Linked DNA regions of Sus scrofa: region 2 is linked to region 1. The links are chromatin contacts, called in public Hi-C maps. All regions are on one chromosome and are shown on one strand. The core of a region is the stretch at or near the end of the contact, and the rest is flanking DNA. Distances in the headings are between cores, read along the strand shown.

Region 1 (6,119 bases), core at 1,676-4,175:
GGCTGGGGTTGGGGTGCTCAGATGGTCCCGAGCCATCCTGAAGCCTGGCGGGTCCTTGAGTCTGGGAGAAGTCTCACCTGGCACTGGTCGCAGTGCTCTCCCATGTTCTCCTCGTCACAGTGACAGTTCTCACATTCAGTGCATCGCTGGGGACCAGAGGAGCCTGGTTAATGGAAATGTTTTGGAGCCGCCGGGCAGCCCTCCAACCTGCCCCCTGGACTTGACTTAGTTCTCAACCTCTTGCCTTTTTTTTTTTTTTTTTTTTTGATTTTCTAGGGCCATACCTGCGGCATATGGAGGTTCCATATGGCTAGGGGTCTAATCAGAGCTGTAGCTGCCCGGCCTACGCCACAGCCACAGCCACGACCACAGCCACAGCCACGCGGGATCCTGCGACTTAGACCCCAGCTCACAGCAACGCCAGATCCTTAACCCGCTGAGCGGGGCCAGGGATGGAACCCACAACCTCTCATGGTTCCTTGTCAGATTCATTAACCACTCCGCCACGAAAGGAACTCCCAATCCTCAACCTCTTTACCTCTAACCTTAAGCTCAGTATCTCCACCAGTCTGCTTTCCGCCCCCTCGTTTCCCTATTGCAGGGCGCCACCGCGGCCTCCCATCACTGTGGCCTGGGCCCCCCACCCCCAGTCCTCTCTTTACCTCCTCTCTCCATGCGCTCCTCCCAGCCTGTCAGTCTACAGTCCTCCTGCCCCCACTGCCTCCCTGTACCCTCCTCTCTGTTCCCACAGCCTTGTAGCTCATGCCTCACCCACCCTTTCCTGGACCATTGTCCCAGCTTCCTCCCCAGCATCCTGGCCTCCAGATGTCCCCCACGTAGCCCCAGAAGTGTCGCTGTTCACTCAGAACTGTCCCTGACCCTCCTTTTCTCAAGGCCCTCCCAAGGCACACCAGAGCCCTGGAAGAAATTCTCAGGACAGCTGGGTGGATGGATCTGGGTTGGGGACATACATTGCAGAAGGAGCAGTAGCCACACAGGGATCCTGGCTGGTAGTTTCCGTATTCCTGGGCACCCTGGGGACCTGGGGGGACAAGAAAGAGGGCAGCAGTGACCCGGGCTGACTCTGCTCTTCCCCACCCCCACCTAGTCAGATCACTTACCCACGTCCTCACCACTCTCCTCCTCGCTGGAGGCACCTCCCGCCTCCCTCCCAGCCAGTGGGTTGGGGATGATGGTGACGGGCAGCTCCTCCTCCTCCTCGTCGTCTTCCTCCTGGTGGTCCTGGCTCAGTGGGACCCAAACCTCAGCCCTCTCTTCCCTCCTCTCCTCCTCCTCTTCTTCCTCCTCCTCTTCCTCCTCCTCCTCCTGGCTCAGGCTGAGGCCATGACCTTCCTCCTCGTCTTCCTCATCCTCCCGGTCCAGGCTGCCCTGGTGGGTGCCTTCTCCTTCCTCTTCTGAACCTTCACCATCCTCTTCAGGGGAGCTGTGGTCCTCTTCCTCTTCCTCCTCGGAATCACCCTCCCCTAAATGGCTTCTATCCTTGACCCCCATGTGTTCCCGGGGACGGGAGCTAGTCTCTTCTTTGATGGATCCTCTGTGGCCTTGCTGCCTGTGGCTGGCAGGCTGGTGGCCAAGCTTGGTGGAGATGTCCTCATCTTCCTCCTTGAGGACCCCGGGGTGGTGACGACCAGGGCTCTCTCTCGTATATTCGTCTGGGAAGTCCTCCTCCTCCTCAGTGCTCTTGTGGCCTTGGGCTTGGGGGCTTGCAGCATGGTGGCTGAACTTGACCGTGATCTCCTCCTCTCCTTCCTCCTCCTCATCTCCAAGGCCATGGTGGGTATGTCTGGGAACCTGGTGCCAGTGTTCAGTGGATACGACCTCATCCTCATCTTCCTCATTTCTGTGGCCTGGGTGTCCGTGGCCAGGGACATGATGGTGGTGCGAGTCTGAGACGTCTCCATCCTCTTCCTTCTCGTGGCCTTGATGCCCGTGCGTCTGATATTTGTACTCAGCGGAGTCACCGTCATTGTCGTCATCTTCTTCTTCTTCATGGCCTCGGTGTCTGTGGCTGGGGCCGTGATGGTGACGTCCAGCTGAGACGTCTTCGTCCTCTTCCATCCCGTGGTCTCGGTGCCCGTGGGCCTGGTGTCCATACTCGGTGGAGATGCCGCCTTCCTCCTCCTCTTCCTCCTCCTCTTCTCCATGGCCTCGGCGTACATGCCTGATGATATGATGGTGTCGCTCGCTGGACACAATTTCATCCTCATCCTCGTCTTGGTGGCCGTGGCTCCCATGGCTGGGGAAGTGGTGCCTGGGCTCAGCTGAATCATCCATGTCTTTGCTCCCACGGCCTCTGTGCCCACCCGCCTGCGGAGCATGCGCTGTGGTTCCCTCCTCCTCAGAGATGTTCTCATCTCCCACCTCGTGGCCTTGGTACCTGTGGCCTTGGCGGGGATGGGCTGCTTTGGAGACATCTTCTTCCTCTTCTCCGTGGTCTCCAGAGGCCCAGAAATGATGCCCACTCTCCGTGGAGACATCGCTGTTCTCATCCCCATGGCTTCTATGGCTATGCCCGGAGTGACCGAACTTGCCTGATGCGTCCTCTGTGGGCCCGGGGATGCCTGCGTTGTTGTTCAAGTTGCTGGGGCCCAGCCCAGCCCCTCTCAGCTGCTGGGTCATAGCAGGGGGGAGGAGCAGGCTGGCCACAGCAGCCCAGAGGAGAGACGCCTGCAACCATGGCCCAGGGTGGCCCATGGGGACAGACCAGCAGCAGAGCTTCTCCCTGGGCTGGCTCCCGCTGTGGCTGAGGCTATGTCGATGAATACTGGGGTCCCTGTCCCTTTGGGGTCCTTCTCTTTCTTTCTCCCTGTGTCTTTCCTTTGCTGTGTCTCTCTCTGTCTCTGCCCTCTGGCCCTCACTGCCAGGCTCCAGACACCCCTCTGAGACAATCTCCAGAACCCCCTGACCCCCTCCGCCCCTCCCTCCCGCTCCCCAGCCAATAGGGTCTCTCCCCTCCCCTCTCTGTGGCTAAATTTACTTTCGGCCCGGAGTTATTCTGGGTTAGGCCCGGCCTGCCCCTCCCCTCCGGCTCTTTCTCCTCTCAGCTGGGGAGGGGGTGAGAGAAGGGGTCTCTCTTTGGCCAGGAGAGGGGGCCAAGGGACTTGATTTTGAATGCCGACAAGTTCCGGTTTGGCAGCTGCAAAAATGGTGTCAAATTTTCAGTGGGCCAATTTGGGGGGAGCCCGGGCCATGGGAGGAGGGGAGCGGGAAGGGTGTATTTGAGGGGAGAGACCCCTGCCAAGGAAGGATTGGGGGTTAGATTATGGGGAGTTTCCGGCCAGAACGGGCGACTTTGCTGAGATGGTGGATGCCCACAGGGAAGCCCTGGACAGGGGTGAGAGGAATTGTGCTCCAGCGTGCGTACCCATGACCTCCTGTCCCTGGAACTCAGATCTGGGGGCAGGGGATGGGGCCAGGCCAGGGCTATAAATACAGCAGGGGGTGTGTGTGTGCAGGGGGCTCAGGTTACTCAGGAGGCTGCAGCTGTCCCTGTCCCTGGAGAGCTAGCAGGAGACATGGGGGCCCTGCCTGTGTATCAGTACCTCCCCCTCATCCTATCACTGCTGTCCTCACCCCTCGCTCTTTGGGTTCCCAGCCTTCTCTGTGGGTTCCCTTCTCTCAGTTCTTGTTTCTTCACCCGCTCTCTTGGAGTCCCTGTCCCCCTCCCCAGGATTCTGTCCCCTTCTCACTCTCAGGCTTCTGTCTCTCCCTCTCAGTCTGAGTGTCTCCGCCGCGCCCCCACCCCGCCCCCGCCAACTTCCTTCCAAGCACCCCCCCCTCGCTTTGGGTCGATGTAGCCCCTCGCCAATCTCTGTCCCCCCTTTCTGATTCCCTGTCCCAACCTAAGGCTTCGTGTCCCCATCCCATCCCCTTTTTGTGTGCCCTCTCCCTCATCACTGGCATTTCCTCTCTGAGTCCCTGTCCCCCACCCCGGGTCCCCGGCCCCCTCTCCCCGGGTCTCGCCTGCCGGTCCCTCAGACCCTTTGCCCCGCCTCCCGCTCTGCGCGTCTCCGAGATTCCCCGCCCCCTAGACCTGGCCCCGCCCAGGCTGGGCTGGGACGTAGTGGATCCGGTTTGTCCCGGGCGCGTCTAGAGCCCGGGTTGGTTGAGGGAATGCAGGGAGTCGGATAGTTTGCAGAGGCTGCAGCAGCATGGTGGGTGCGGAGAAGGAGCAGGTACAGCGGCCGGACCCCGGGTCTGAGGGAACAGGGAGCTGGGGGCCGGGACCCCTGGTTCCCGGAGAGGAGGGCGCTGGAGACCCAGATTCTTGGGTCAAAGAAGGGGGCTGCTGGGGCCTCGGACGCCTGGGTCCTTGGGGACAGATGGGGGCTGGGGGGAATCGAGTCTCCTGAGTTTGGGGGAGGCGGGCGCTGGGGTCCTGGACTCCTAGGTCTAGGCTGGGGCGCGGGTGAGTCACTCTGTGTCCCTTAGGACTGAACTGGTTCCCCTTCACCCCTTGTTCTTGTCCCCAGAGCTATATCCCCAAGATCTTCAAGAAGAAGACGTGCACAACTTTCATCGTTGACCCCACAGATCCGGGGTGAGGAGCCCACCCGGGGACCGACCCCAGATGTCCACCCCGCCCACCTCAGACCCCGCCCTTCGGCTCCTCCCCTCCCCCAGTCCTGTCCCCGCAGACACTCCCAAGGGCGTTCCCTGGTGGCTCTCTCCCTCGGGGAGGGCTTCGGTCCTTCTGCAAACACATCCAACTAATCCTTCTCACGCTCAGGGTCCGTGTTAAAGCCCCAGGGCTGGGTTCCGTTTCTTTCCTTCCTCGTGTCTCTCCCGTGTGTCTCCGCCTCCTGGTGTCACTTTCTCTGTTTTTCTCTCTCGACTGTCGCTGTTTCATTCATTCGTCCACTCCTCCAAGAAACCCTCACTCCGCACGTCCAAGGGGGCATGATTTTCAAGAGCACAGGCCCTGCTAGGGTTCTAATCTCGGCTGGGACACGTGCTGTGTGGCTTTGGGCAAAACGTTTCACCTCTCTGGGCCTCATCCGTCATCTGGGCATAAAAACAGGCTCTGGCTCTACCTGCTGGAATTCTTGCGCGAATTAAACAAGTTAATGCTTGTGATACTTCCGAACGTGCCCAGCACATGGTAAGCACTGGAAAATAGCTCTGGTTCCTCCAGGAAGGTAGCAGTTACCTAGTGTGTGCAGGCTCTGGGCTGGTGCTCCGTGGCTGGGCGGTGGCCACCCTTAGGGACTCCTGGCCTTCAGCAATGTTTTCTCAAGGGGTTTCCGGCTTCCTGGTGTCCTCAAGATGATCTTTGGGGTGTGGGAAATACCAACATTCCTAACTTGGTATGCGTATTATTATGAATTTATTAGTGCAGGATGGCTTGAATTATGTATAAATAGACATATTATTTAGGGGTGAGTGCTCAAAAACCTTTTGCAGATGGAAGTGTGGTCCAGAAAGTTTAGGAACCTCTGCTTTGGTGGGAGGAAGAGGATTCTAAGGCGAGAGGATGGGAGCTGCCAAAGACATGCCACTGTGCCTGGTGGGAGCCAAGAGGAGGCATCTGGCTGAGGCTGCGGAGGCCCTTGGGGTGTCACCAATGGCTCCTGGAGGGGAGGGCAGTGAGGTGACATTTAAAGGTGACAAAGTTGGAGTTTGAGAAGTTCCCTTTGTGGCTCAGTGGAAATGAGCCCGACTAGTATCCATGAGGATGTGGGTTCGATCCCTGGTCTCACTCCGTGGGTGAGGGATCTGGCATTGCCCCAAGCTGCCGTGTAGGTTGCAGACTTGGCTTGGATCTGGTGAGGCTGTGGCTGTGATGTAGGCCACCAGCTGCAGCTCTAATTCAATAATTCAACCCCTCGCCTGGGAATTTCTGTATGCCACAGGTGTGGCCCTAAAAAGCAAAAAAAAAGAAAAAAGTTTGACAGTTGAAAGCGGGCTGAAGAGAGGCTCTTGGAAGGGGTGGGAACAGCAGTATAAGCTGCCCCCTATTGACATTGCCACGTGGTTTGCCAGTGGGGCAAAGTTCAGGGTGCAAGGAGCATCTGAGAAAGGAGACCGAGGAGGAGGGTGGGGCCAGAGGTCGCAAGACCTCAAATGCTACCCCAAGGGGCTGGGACCCTGTCCTGGTG
Region 2 (6,188 bases), core at 135-2,634, 220 kb before region 1:
TCAGGACTGTCCTAACGTGGCCCAGGAAGGTCACCATTAAAGCCAAGGATTGTCTCTATCATAGCTTAGCTGTCCTTCACACTTCGGGACTGACCCCATTTTACAGCCCGGGAAAGGTCTCTATCATGAGCAGGGCTGTCCTTGTCCCAGCAAGGGACCATCTGGACCATAACCCGCACATGACCCAGTCAAAGCCCAGGACTGATCCCCATGACATGCAGAACTGACCCACCATAGCCGAGGTCTCACAAGAAACCAGGACTGTCCTATGACAGCCCAAGATTCTCCGCATCATCACCCAGACTGTCCCCATCGCTGCCCGGAACTGTCCCACCACAGCCCAGCAGTGTCACCATCAAAGCCTAGCCCGCCTCGGTGGCAGTCCGAGCCTGTCTCAGTCACTCTGAGAAAGTAAAAGTCTGCCCTGCTCTCCATCAGGCTGGGATAAGAGTCCCAGATAAAGTCAACTACAAAGTTAACAGAAACCACTTTTCCCACCGTCAGGCTGCAGCTGTCAAGGGTTGTAAAGACACCCCCCCCACACACACACACCAAGTTATTAGTATTGTATCCTTGTTTTCTAAAACCACGGACCGAAGCTCTGCTTGTTGCCATCCTGTCCGTAAGAACGGAGGGTCCCCTTCTCGCCTGGACGATCTCAGTCACTGACAGGGAGATGCTGCCTCGGTCCCCCACCACCACCCCCGGGTGGAGAGTTCCAGATGAGAGGTTTCAGGGACACATGAGACATCTATCTTTAGTTCCAAGAAAACAGGGCGCTGGATCCAATTCCCATGAGTGACCTGAGACTGAACCCTATGCCTTCCTCCTACCTCTACCCCTAGGGGTCCGAGGTCCTGGGCGTCTTAGCCCGGCTCCCCCACCGGCTGCCTATTCCCTCCTAACCCATCCCGCCACCCCAGCCCCACGGCTCTCTCCTTATAGGCTCCTCCTCCACGTTCCCCTCCGTGTGGCTCCCATCTGGGTCCCCTTCCCAACGTTGACCTCTCTCCCCCTCCCCGCCTGGAAGGCCTTGTGCTGCTTTCTCCGGGGCCTCCTCCTCCTCGGCGCCCCGCGGCGGAACCCGAGTGCGGGAGGAGCGGGTGCCACGCCGGAGAGGCCACGGGCGAGGGGTCCACCCGAAGTGCGCCTCCCCGCAGGGTCTCCCACCCGGCCGCGAACCCACCTGCCTCAAGGCGGCTGCAGCCATGGTCCGAGCGGCGGGGATCTGTGCCCGGCCCGGGTGCGGCGGGCGAGAAAGACGTTCCGGCTCCGCCCCGCTCACGCCCCCTCGCGTGGGATGACGGCCAGCCCAGCGCCCTAGGCTGCCCAGGCCTTCCCAGTTATAGGGCGCTGGAGGGGGAACTGGGCCCTGCTGCAGAGCGCATGCGCCGGAACCCGCGGGGGGCCGGGGGGGAACCCTCCTCCCCGCCCCCGCGCAAGAGCCAGCGTGCAACGGCTTCCAAACTGCGTTTTAATAGATCCAGAACTGTTCCGGGGCGCTAACAAAGGCCAGCAGCCCGAGATAAGAGAGGGGAAACGCAGGAAGCAGTGATCTTCACGCACCACGATTCTTGGGGAAAAGCAAACCCCGCTCTAAATATCGGTGGGAGCAGAGAGTACGGAAAAACGCGCGGGAAAAGGGAGGGGACTCCGAAGAGGGCGGCAGGTGTGGATGGAGCAGGAGCTTCCCTCTGGATACTCTATTTGAATACAGGTTTTTCTTTGCAACGAGAAGATAACGTGTGCATTCTTTGTAACTTTTAAAGAGAAACACCCACACTGTTCACCTTGCCTCCTACCACCTCTTTTCATCAGTGGTAAAATTTCAATCCCCCACTTCATCAGAGGGCTTCCGTGAGCAGCCCTTAGAATAGGATTTCCTGGTTTATGCCCCTTCGGGAGTGTCTCCCCAGCTTCAGGACCCCCAGAGGCAGAGTTAGACGATTACAGCCCCGCAGGGTCCCTCTAATCGCCAGCTGGTCAAACCCGCATCGGTGTCCCCTACGCCACGCCACGCGGTCACTGTGTCCCCCCGAACCTTCCAGGAGTTCCCCCAACTCCTGCATCGGGGTTACTTTGACACCAAAATATTGTTCCTCTTGTGTATTCAAACTCAGTCCCTGGTTCACTGCGTCTCCGTAATTCTACCCTGCGACACTATGCCCCCAAATTCTGTCCCGCAGCCTTAACAGTCACAGGCCCAGGTGGTCAAACCTGAACGCTCTCCAGCAAAGTGTCTCCGCCTTCCCTCCCTCCTCCCCAGCCCTCTTCCCCCCTCAACCTTGGCTGGAGCCTTAGCGGTGCCGCGCCCAGGCCAGTTGGTGATTGCTGCACACACACCCCCGCCGCGGCCAATCCGCAGCAGTGATGCAGCTCCACCTCCCAGCCTGGGGGCCCCCACCTCGAGGAAACTTGGTACCTCCCAGCCGGGGAGTCATGCCACTTAATTTCCTCCTACCTCCCCTTTAGTTTCCCAGTCCTCTAAATTCAGGCATCCAGACACCAGCTCTTCCTTCCTCGGACCCCGGATTTTCAACCCCCGGTTTTTTCTTCCTTCTCGACTTTTGGGGCTGGCCACCCTCCTACTCTGCTGGCAGAGAGGTCTAAACTCCTTTCCCCTAAGGGCCAAGAATAAACAGGGAGGCCTTTTTGCTTTACCTCCTTCATTATTTCCAAATTAGAGTTTGATTTACTCTCCCCTGCGGGCTTGTTTAATTACTGCTCGGTAGCAGCCGGCTGGCAATACTTTTCCCAGGAGCCCCCGGGTTGCTCCTGCCGCAAGGCCTTCTGGAAATCGTAATCCCTGGGGTCCAGGCCTCCAGTGGAAATGGGGGAGGGCAAGGATTAGGGTTTTTTGGTGGTTTTTTTTTTTGCCTTTTTCTAGAGCCACACCTGCAGCATATGGAGGTTCCTAGGCTAGGGGTTTAATCGGAGCTACAGCTGCCAGCCAAGGCCAGAGCCACAGCAATGCGGAATCTAAGCCATGTCTACGACCTACACCACAGCTCACGGCAACGCTGGATCCTTAACCCGCTAAGCAAGGCCAGGGATCGAACCCACAACCTCATGGTTCCTAGTCGATTCTTTAACCATTGAGCCATGATGGGAACTCCGAGGATTAGGGTTTTAAGGGGCCAAAATAAATGTAACGATGCCCTCCTCTTGGCTGCAAAGTGCTTTTATGGAAAGATGTGGGGTGGTCTGGACATTGGTAAGTGGGCTTAAAGTCTGGCGGGGGGCGGGGGGGCGCAGCAGCTGAGAGGTGGGAAGGGGAATTTGGGAGACTGAGTTTGCGATGGGAGAGCCCTGGTCCGGGAGGCCCAGGTGGAAATGTGGGAGATTAGGGGATCACAGACGCCCCTGCGGGGACGCTGCACTGCGCCGCCTTGCACCCAAAGCCCAGCTCCGCGCCCCCAGTCACTAGCAGCTCAATCCCGGTGCAGAAGCTGGCTTCGGAGGCCAGGAACACAGCAGCAGCCCCCACCTCAGCAGGCTGGCCCATGCGGCCCAGGGGCTGGGGAGAGACGAGGGGAAAAGCAGGTCAAAAGGGGCCCTCACCTGACCGCCACCCCCATTCCACCTGGATGGGGCCCCCACTCCTACCTGGGCCAGCGTGCCCTCTCGGATTTTGGCCTTGGGGTCAGGTGTTGATGCTGCCAGCTCTTCCCACAGCGGGGTCCAGATGTTTCCTGGGGAGATGCTGGGGTGAGGGAGCAGAGGGGATCAGGGAAGTTGGCTGCAACAACACCGCCCCCCCCAGTCTTGAAGGCTCCCCCCACCCCACCCCACACTCGGCCCAGGGAGCTGCTCACCAGTTGACGCGGACGCCATATTGACTCTCATCCAAGGCCAAGGCTTTGGTCATGGCTGTCACCGCCCCCTGCAGAAGACGGGCGGGGAGACAGGTTCAGACCAGGGAAGATGAGGGTCCTTTTGTCCTCTCCTCCCAACCGGGGTCATCAAGCAGGGCCATCAGAATGGGGAAGGCGCGCCCGCTCTGCAGGTTTCCGTTGGGCTGCACCATTTCTTGGGAGACGCTTGAGGCCAACACATCACAGGTGGCCATGCCTCAGGGCTGGGGTCCTGAAGAAGCAGGGGGGTACCATGGCCGCGTACCTTGGTGGCCACATAGGGAACTGCCTGGGACTGGCCGATCGCCCCGACCAGGCTGGAGATGTTGATGACGTTGCCTCGGCTCTTGCGCAGGTGAGGGAGGGCGAGCTGGGGAGACAGAGGCAGAGGGAGCTGCTGAGCCCTGGATGTCCTGCCCCCCGCCCTGCTCAAACACATCTTGATGTCTGGGGCTGGGGCCATCTCCCTGGTGTGCTGATCTGTCGATCTGGGTGCCTCGAAGGGACAGCTCCTGGGCTCTACGGTACCCCCTCTGGTCTGCCTTCGGTCTCAGCCCTTGAGTCTCTCCTTGTCTGGAAGGGATTTTTCTCTCTGTCTCTTCTACTGCCTGCCTCTCTCTTTCTCTTTCTGTGTCCCTGTCCCCCTTCCTCTGGGTCTCTGCCCCCTCTCTCCACGTTTTTTGTTGTTATTGTTTTGGGGTTTTTTGGCCGCCCCGCAGCATATGGAGCAGATCTAAGCTGCGGTTGTGACCTAAGCCACAGCTATAGCCACCTTAACCCACTGCAGTGGGCAGGGGATCGAACCTGTGTCCCACTGCTCCCAAGATGCCGCTGATCCCAATGTGCCACAGCAGGAACTCCTCTCTAGGTATTTGTAAACTGCTCAAACTCCTGCCCATAACAAGATAGAAAAATGTAGAGTTCCCTTGTGGCACAGCAGGTTAAGGATCCAGTGCTGTCGCTGCAGCAGCCAGGGTAGCTGCTGTGGCACTGCTTCCATTCCTGCCTCAGGATCTCTATAGGCCGCAGGTGCAGCCAAAATAGATCCTAGTTGGGTTCGTTAACCACTAAGCCATGAAGGGAACTACCGCACAGCCAAAATTATATATATATATATATATATATATATATATTTTTTTTTTTTTTTTTTTGCCTTTTTAGGGCTGTACATAAGGCATATGGAGGTTCCCAGGTTAGGGGTCAAATCAGAACTGTAGCAGCCAGCCTACACCACAGCCACAGCAATGCCAGATCCAAACCGTGTCTGCAGCCTAAACCACAGTTCACGGCAATGCCAGATCCTTAACCCACTGAGTGACTTCAGGGATCGAACCTGTGTCTTTTTGGATGCTAGTCAGATTTGTTTCTCCTGAGCCACGACAGGAACTCCAAAATAATAGTAATTAAGAAGAAGAGAGACCAAGATGGCTGCATATTTTACAAAAATGAGGAGACTCTCTTTCAGCCACGGAGGGAAAGAGAGTTTTTGTTTTTGTTTTGTCTTTTTGCCTTTTCTAGGGCTGCTTCCTGCAGCATATGGAGGTTCCCAGGCTAGGGGTCTAATCAGAGCTGTAGCCACTGGCCTACGCCACAGCCACAGCAACGCGGGATCCAAGCCACATATGCAACCTACACCACAGCTCACGGCAACGCCGGATCCATAACCCACTGAGCAAGGCCAGGGATCGAACCCCCAACCTCATGGTTCCTAGTTGGATTCGCTAACCACTGTGCCATGACAAGAACTCCCGGGAAAGAGAGTTTTATTTATTTATCTATATTTGCTTTTTAGGGCCGCACCGGCAGCATATGGAAGTTCCCAGGCTAGGGGTTGAACAAGAGCTGCAACTGCCAGCCAACATCGCAGCCACAGCCACGCCAAAGTCAAGCTGAGTCTGCGACCTACACCACAGCTCGAAGCAACACTGGATCCTTAACCCACCGAGCAAAGCCAGGGAGCGAACCCTCATCCTCATGGATACTAGTCCGATTCATTTCCACTGCACCACAACAGGAACTCCTCTCTGGGTTTTCAGGAGAGCTCTGTGGTCCAAACTTGACCTGGGAAGCCTTCATGAAATGTACCCCATATTCTGCCAAAGTCTCCAGGGCAGCCCCCCCCTGCCCCTGCCGGGCCACCAGGAAATCCCTAAACTAGCTCTTCTCAACTCTCTCCCTCTGTCTTTCCTTCTCTCTTCCTCCCACTGCGTCTCTCTAGTCTTTCATGACACATGACCTTGAATAAACTCGAATTCTATCCTTCCCCTCCGCACTTGCCTTGGCCGGCTGGGCTGGCTGGGCAGGGCCTGTTCCTGCCACTAAAGACAAATGAGC

Evidence for each region. Hi-C and Micro-C count contacts between places; a contact is called where the count stands out from the background.
Region 2: a contact with region 1 is called in a Hi-C map of epiblast stem cells, with 1.9 times the contacts expected there. The contact joins the promoter of BCAT2 here to the promoter of HRC in region 1. A contact is called at or near these places in 2 of 5 promoter capture datasets (fetal liver and liver), 3 of 47 Hi-C or Micro-C datasets (embryonic fibroblasts, epiblast stem cells and liver) and 1 of 2 datasets of contacts at active chromatin or transcription factors (alveolar macrophages).

Annotation. Positions count from the first base shown.
Region 1 is chr6:54,338,713-54,344,831 of Sscrofa11.1, forward strand. It overlaps HRC (sarcoplasmic reticulum histidine-rich calcium-binding protein), which reads right to left and starts at 2,926. Exons shown (of 6, transcript XM_003127287.5): 1 at 1,122-2,926; 2 at 972-1,042; 3 at 78-146. The coding sequence starts at 2,715. TRPM4 (transient receptor potential cation channel subfamily M member 4) reads left to right here and starts at 4,062. Exons shown (of 24, transcript XM_021094712.1): 1 at 4,062-4,196; 2 at 4,494-4,561. The coding sequence starts at 4,173.
Region 2 is chr6:54,122,064-54,128,251 of Sscrofa11.1, forward strand. It overlaps BCAT2 (branched-chain-amino-acid aminotransferase, mitochondrial), which reads right to left and starts at 1,385. Exons shown (of 10, transcript XM_021094703.1): 1 at 1,187-1,385. The coding sequence starts at 1,210. The region is part of intron 2 of LOC106510565 (a long non-coding RNA gene); the gene reads left to right. It overlaps HSD17B14 (17-beta-hydroxysteroid dehydrogenase 14), which reads right to left. Exons shown (of 10, transcript XM_021094705.1): 7 at 4,120-4,224; 8 at 3,816-3,883; 9 at 3,607-3,703; 10 at 3,166-3,517. The coding sequence ends at 3,344.